2 separate regions of the Danio rerio genome follow, and region 1 is linked to region 2. A link is a contact called in public Micro-C data. All regions are on one chromosome and are shown on one strand. The core of a region is the stretch at or near the end of the contact, and the rest is flanking DNA. Distances in the headings are between cores, read along the strand shown.

Region 1 (3,126 bases), core at 456-2,955, 99 kb before region 2:
CTCACACCGGGAAGGGCTAACACGAAGGACAGTATCTTCCAGGTCCTTGCTGTTTTTGATTCAGATCATTAATGCATATTATTTGAAATATACAGCATAACAAAATACACACTAATCATTCTGCTGACATTTTGGTTTAATACGATGACACTTGATTTCTGTTTAAAGGTTGCTGTGTGGAGTGCTTGGATCAGAATTAAATGTATTTAAGTATATCAAACCTCCTCCTCCCTCGTGGCTCCCTGCTGATGCAGCAGCCAGAACCCGGCGGGCCACTATAGCAGTGGGGGACATCGCCATCTCTAAAGCAAAAAAACAGTGAGCAAGATTTAAGATTATTAGTAATATGTATGCTTGCAATGAATATTATGACAACTTCGGCCCTGTTTAATTGATCTTTTTGCATTTATCTGATAGACATTTTGAAATATCTAAAATGCTAATGTTATTACAATGTAATATATTTTTGTTTGGATATTTTTATAATGTTTTTTTAATCAACTGCTTACTCGCTTTCCTTCGGCTTAGTCCCTAAATTATCAGTGGTCAACACCAAACCAAAATGAACTACCAACTACTCTGAAATATGGTTCATGCATTATACACCCTTCCAGACACATTAATTTGACTGCTTTCTATTGTACTATATTTTATGTTACTCATTACTGTGGTAAGAAAGCTAATATTTTAGCATCATTCTTCAGTTTCAGATCATCCTTCGGAAATCATGCTAATAGTCTGATTTGCTGCTGGAGAAACATTTTGTATTATTATCAATGCAAAATCTGCTTAATATTAAAGAATTTTTTGTATTAATTTGGGAGTTAAAAAGAACAGCATTTATTTTGTATTCTAAACTTTGTCTTTCTTTACTATCACTGTGATGTATTCTTGAATAAACTAAAATACTTCTTGATTTACAGCACAAAATACATTTAAGAAAACTGAGAATTCTAGAGAAGTTGTGCAAAGGTCAGATATAACAGCTTTGCACTTATTTACAAAGCCACAAAATGTCAGCTCAGTCTCAGTGGTGTGTTTTAGCACAATCGTAAACCATGTCAGTAAACCGTGACATGACAACAGCATGAGGTGAAAACTGAAGCATGGCAGAATGTATGCAGTTGAACGTTTTGCATCTATTTGTACATTTACTGTTTCTAAAGAGTAGTTCAGCAAGACAAAAAGGCTAGATACTGACCAAACCAAACAATACATCTATTAGCCACCTTCTTATACAGTTACAGTTACAGTTTTTAAATCTAATAAAAAAAAAAAAAAGTCCTCTAAAAATGTGTTAGCCAGGCTGTGGCCTGCTGCTTATCTCGTCACTTTAAAAGCCTCTGCGCTTTTTCCTGTCCTTCAACACTCAATGCTATTTGATATCTTAAACCCCTTAAAACTACAAACATTTAGCATTAATAAAACCCTGTTGTACATTCAGATGAGATAATTTTTGATAAGCTGAATAAACCTCATGTCCTGCGCAAGGACAAGCAAGCTTTCCAATGTGGGTCATATGTTGCATTACTGCTGTTAAAAGTATGAAAAGCTCCTTCACTTATGTTAATATTTAACACTTTAAACAGCTAAGATTATATGTCTAACGCAAAGGATACTTACATTTTCTCTTCAAAAGGGGGTCGGTCAAATGTTTTTGTTCTTTGTCCCTCAGTTATTAGTCAGTTTCTCTTTCTACACCTCTGTCTGTTTGTCCTTTGGTCTGTCCTGGCCTAAACCCTGAGACTCCTCCCTGCTGAAATCTGTCAGTTTGCCAACAATTGCCAAGTTTATATTTGGTCAAGTGCATGCACTGATCTGTAATGGAGAGACAGAGAGGGAGAGCTGTGGATTTACATTGTACAAGCCACTGGCTACAGACATACAAGCAGAGTTTATTGTAGAAATCTGCTTACCTGTGTAAGTCTGAATTAATAAGCATGTGGAAAACACGAACACAAGTAGGCTAGTTATTAATACAGAACTGTATAGTTGACAGTTGGTGGCTAGAGGAGGTATAGAGACGGGTTGGGTTTCTGCGTGTTTGTGTACGTGACTCTTTGACCGTAAGTGACCTTATCTCACCTCACTCTTGCTAGGTTTTCAGTTTTTTTTCTCTCGTTTTGTACTACACTGACTTCCCTTTTTGTAAGCCTTTGGTTTGACAGTTCTGACTCCTTTACCACACCGTCGTGTTGTTTGATGGATGTTGCGAAACATTCGCAGAGGCCTTTTAAACGTTACAACATAATAGGGTCGCTAATTTAGATTTCTTTACTGAATTAAAAAAGATAAAAATAAAGTTTGAATGTGAAGTATTTTTTCAAATGTCTAATGATTTTAATTATGAAAGTAAATTAAAGCAATACTTAAATTATACTAAAAATATGCTATGTATGGAAAAAAGCAGAAAATGTAGTTGATTTTGGTTATTTTCCTTCTCCATTACACTGAAACACTTTACAAAAAGTTAAACATCTTAAAATATAATATAAAAATATGAAAAGAATAGTCTAATTATAAATGTTTTTGGATTATTATCAAATTCTGTCTCGTTATTTTACATGATATGATGTAGAACTGTTACATTCTGACAACTTTATGTGCTCAATGAAATAATAAATATGTACTGCAGTATGCTTATATTTCACAAGGTGGCGATGTGGGTCCTGTTTTGCTGTCTGCCATCTGAAAGTAGGCCCTATTGTAGATTTTTTTCATATATTAATGAAATTCCATTATTACTAAATGTAATCAAAATATCGTAACATCTTTTTAAACCTTACATATTTTCATACAGTAGCCTATCTTTCTGTAGTTAGCTTCTGTAGCTTGGTTACACTGCTTACTCTGTAAACACTGTTTATCTCAACACATGATAGGTCATTTAGTTATTTTGTATATTTTTTGCATTATTGATGGACCTGACACTTCCAGACTGAAAATGATAGCATTAAGCTGTTTTTTTTCTTCTTCTTTTTGATTAGGGTTGTTTTGTGACTCATTTTTGTAACTTGGTAGCTCACCATAAACTAAACATTTCTAACATTGACTCCTGTTTTGCTGTCTGCCGTCTGAAAGTAGGCCCTATTGTTAGATTTTTTCATATATTAACGTAATTCCATT
Region 2 (3,219 bases), core at 483-2,982:
GGGGGAAACCTGAGCACCCGGAGGAAACCCCACGTAAACTCAGGGAGAACATACAAACACACAGAATTGCCAACTGACCCAGCTGAGGCTTGAATCAGCGACCTTCTTGCTGTGAGGCGATCGTGCTACCCACTGTGTCACTGTGCCCGAAACAGGATTGTGTAACTGGTTAAACGAATGCTTTATGGGCCGAATCGTGAGGGTTTCCTCTGGGTGCTTTTGGTTTTCTCCACAAGTTCAAAGACATGCTAAATTATCCATAGTGTATGAGTGTGAATGAGCGTGTATGGGTGTTTCCCAGTGATGGGTTGCAGCTGGAAAGGCATCCACTGCGTAAAAACAACATATACTGGATAAGATGACAGTTCATTCTGCTGTGGCGACCCCTGATTAATAAAGGGACTAAGCTGAAAAGAAATGAATGTTTTATATTTGCCATATTAAATAGAAAGTTGCCCCCCAACCCAGCAAAAAAAGAAAAAGAAAAATGTTGGAGTTTCTTAATTCTGTTAAGAACACAAAAATACAAAGGAAGATATACTGAAGAATCATTGACTTCAATAGTATCTTTTGTACCTACTATGAATGTTAGCTGCTTTCCCCCCAACATTCTTCAGAATATCTTGGTTGGCATAAATTCAAAAGTTTAGCACCAAGTAAATGGTGAGGAGGGTGACATAGTGTTTCATTGGTTAGCACTGTCGCCTCACAGCAGGAAGGTCGCTGGTTCGAGTCCTGGCTGAGCCACTTGGCATTTCTATGTGGAGTTTGTGTGGCTGAGGCCTGCTAGTGAAATGCTGTGCAGGTAAACCTTACTCCTCTGACCTCCAAAGATGCTCTAGTGACAGATGCTACAGGCAATGGTCTTTAGCCTCCTTGTTAGAGCAACCGACTCCCATGCAAAGTATCGCCGGTTCAATCCCAACTCAGAGCGGGTTGGGCACTGTAGGACCCACAGGGTTACATTTGCATGTTCTCCCCGAATTGACGTGGGTTTCCTCCGGGTGCTCCGGTTTCCCCCACAGTCCAAAGACGTGATGAGTTGGATAAACTAAATTGACTGTAGAATGTGAATGAGTGTGTATGGGGTTCCCCAGCTGGAAGGACATCCGCTGTGTAAAACATATGCTGGATAAGTTGGCAGTTCATTCCGCTGTGGTGACCCCTGAGGAATAAAGGGACTAAGCTGAAGGAAAATGAATAAGTGGTGAGGAATTGTTTGGTTGAACTGACCCTTTAAATTGCATCATTATAGTGTCTTAAAGTATAAATAGGCGAATAATGGATATAACAATTTTTAATTGTAACAAAACACTTTTTTCTAAATAAAAATCTACGTACTTTTAATGTATTTTTGCTGAACTTATTTTATTATTATTTTTAAATTGGTTTTGCCAATTAAAGAAAAAATGTTGATCCACATGATGCAATAATAAGCCTAAATGCAGAAATGGTCGCCATGGTGCTTTCTTGAGTAAAGTTATTTACTGTAATTTTGCAATTAACTACTTACTGTTATCTATTGTTGCAAATAAAAGCGTAAGAGCGATAACGAGATAAACGAGTCGACAAAACCGCCCGCGCGCGACACGTTTGTGTTGCTGACAAGTCACCAAGATAAAGGGATGTGCAGTTTCATACACGTAAATCACTTTAAAAGGAAACATAAAGCGAGGACACCTCCCATCCTCATCTACATCTAAAACTCTCACTTCCTCCATGATTTAGATCGAGCTCCAGCCACAACCGCTGGCATTCACCCACTTCTCTCCATCTGTCAAGAGTTCGGCGCTTCATCCTCTCGCCTCAGGAGCCAGTCCCTTTCCAGCCACAGTTCTCAGGTACAGTCCCCCATCCCGGTATAATCTATGTTTCTGTGTCCGCCGTTATTGGAAACCGTGCAAAACTTAGCATCTTTGGCGGCGTCTCAAAACCTAGTAAGCTGGCAAGGTAGCGTTTTGGGCGCGCCTAAATGCCTCCACAACGCCTAAATGCTGTTGAGATGAGTAGCTAGCTTTTTAAACTATGCTAATCTGTCAATCGTTCCTAATGAATTAATTGGATTGTAATTGGTTGGTTGATTTTATTGATTTGTTAGCTAGTTTTTTAACTGTGGCGAGGCACAGTTGAGTATTTAAGGAAGTTAAGTAAGAGAACTAAATATGAAATGGCTGATAAAGTAATGAACTCACTTCATTCATACAGTATACATATAGACATGAAAACTATATTCAGTTTGCTCAGTTTGTCTAAAAGTAGATTGGAGGAGCTAAAACAAAACACAAATATATTTCATCCTACCAGAGTTAATTGTGAAGGATTAGTTAAACCTATTCTACATTAAATTGCTTTAATGTACTTGTTTTAAACTTGCATAGCTTTTCATCCGGTGAACACTATAAAGTTAGGCTGAATGACAGCATCATAGACACAAAAATGGATGAAGGAAACTGAACGGTTGGCTGACCAGTGTTGACAGTCACTCATTTTACCATTGTGTTTGGAAGCAAAAATTAAGAAGTCATGCAGTATTATAGAGTGTATGAGTGTATTTGGATATAATAACTGCCGTGGTAAGTTAACCGGGTGCAAATAAATGTTAATGATCACAATGAAACAATTCTGACAATCTTTGATAGAAATAACTCAGTGGTTTCCATGTTTGTGTGGAAGGATGTGGTGTAACTGAACATCTCCTGCACTCCCGCATTTACTCCAGCTATGATGCTTTCTTTGCATAATGCTCAGTTTTCTTATTTTGTCATTTACAGTGTGTTTGACTGAATGTGGTGATCTGACTGCAAATGAATACACATTTGTAGTCACAAAAGTCAGCATATGCACAAGACTGTATTTGGTATAGCATTGAGAAAGAATTAAAAATAAATAAATAATAGACTGTAAAAACATTTTTGCGGTCTTATGTATTTTTTGTTGAATCAATATAAACTTTGTATAGCTTAAAAAAATGTAGTTGAAACTTGATTAACTTAAGTTAAAGCAACATAAAAATATTTATCATTACATATTTTTACAGTGTAAGAGGGTTATGCAGTAAAATGCTTTATTACTAAAACCTGCAAACAACGTGGCATCAGACTTGGAGAAGTAGAGGCCGAGCATTTCCTTCTCTGTCACTTCATGCTAGTTTCCGCCTTCCTTCCTCTTTCTTAGTGCATATTGCCTAAATTCAGTTTTAAAGATAGAAAGATGAAGAAC

What was found. Hi-C and Micro-C count contacts between places; a contact is called where the count stands out from the background.
Region 1: a contact with region 2 is called in a Micro-C map of caudal fin, with 2.6 times the contacts expected there. The contact joins the promoter of cox6a2 here to the promoter of coro1a in region 2. A contact is called at or near these places in 2 of 18 Hi-C or Micro-C datasets (caudal fin and embryo) and 1 of 4 datasets of contacts at active chromatin or transcription factors (caudal fin).

Annotation. Positions count from the first base shown.
Region 1 is chr3:29,826,843-29,829,968 of GRCz12tu, reverse strand. It overlaps cox6a2 (cytochrome c oxidase subunit 6A2), which reads right to left and starts at 1,705. Exons shown (of 4, transcript NM_001004680.1): 1 at 1,624-1,705; 2 at 222-302; 3 at 1-49. The coding sequence starts at 300.
Region 2 is chr3:29,727,761-29,730,979 of GRCz12tu, reverse strand. coro1a (coronin, actin binding protein, 1A) reads left to right here and starts at 1,732. Exons shown (of 11, transcript NM_201114.1): 1 at 1,732-1,841.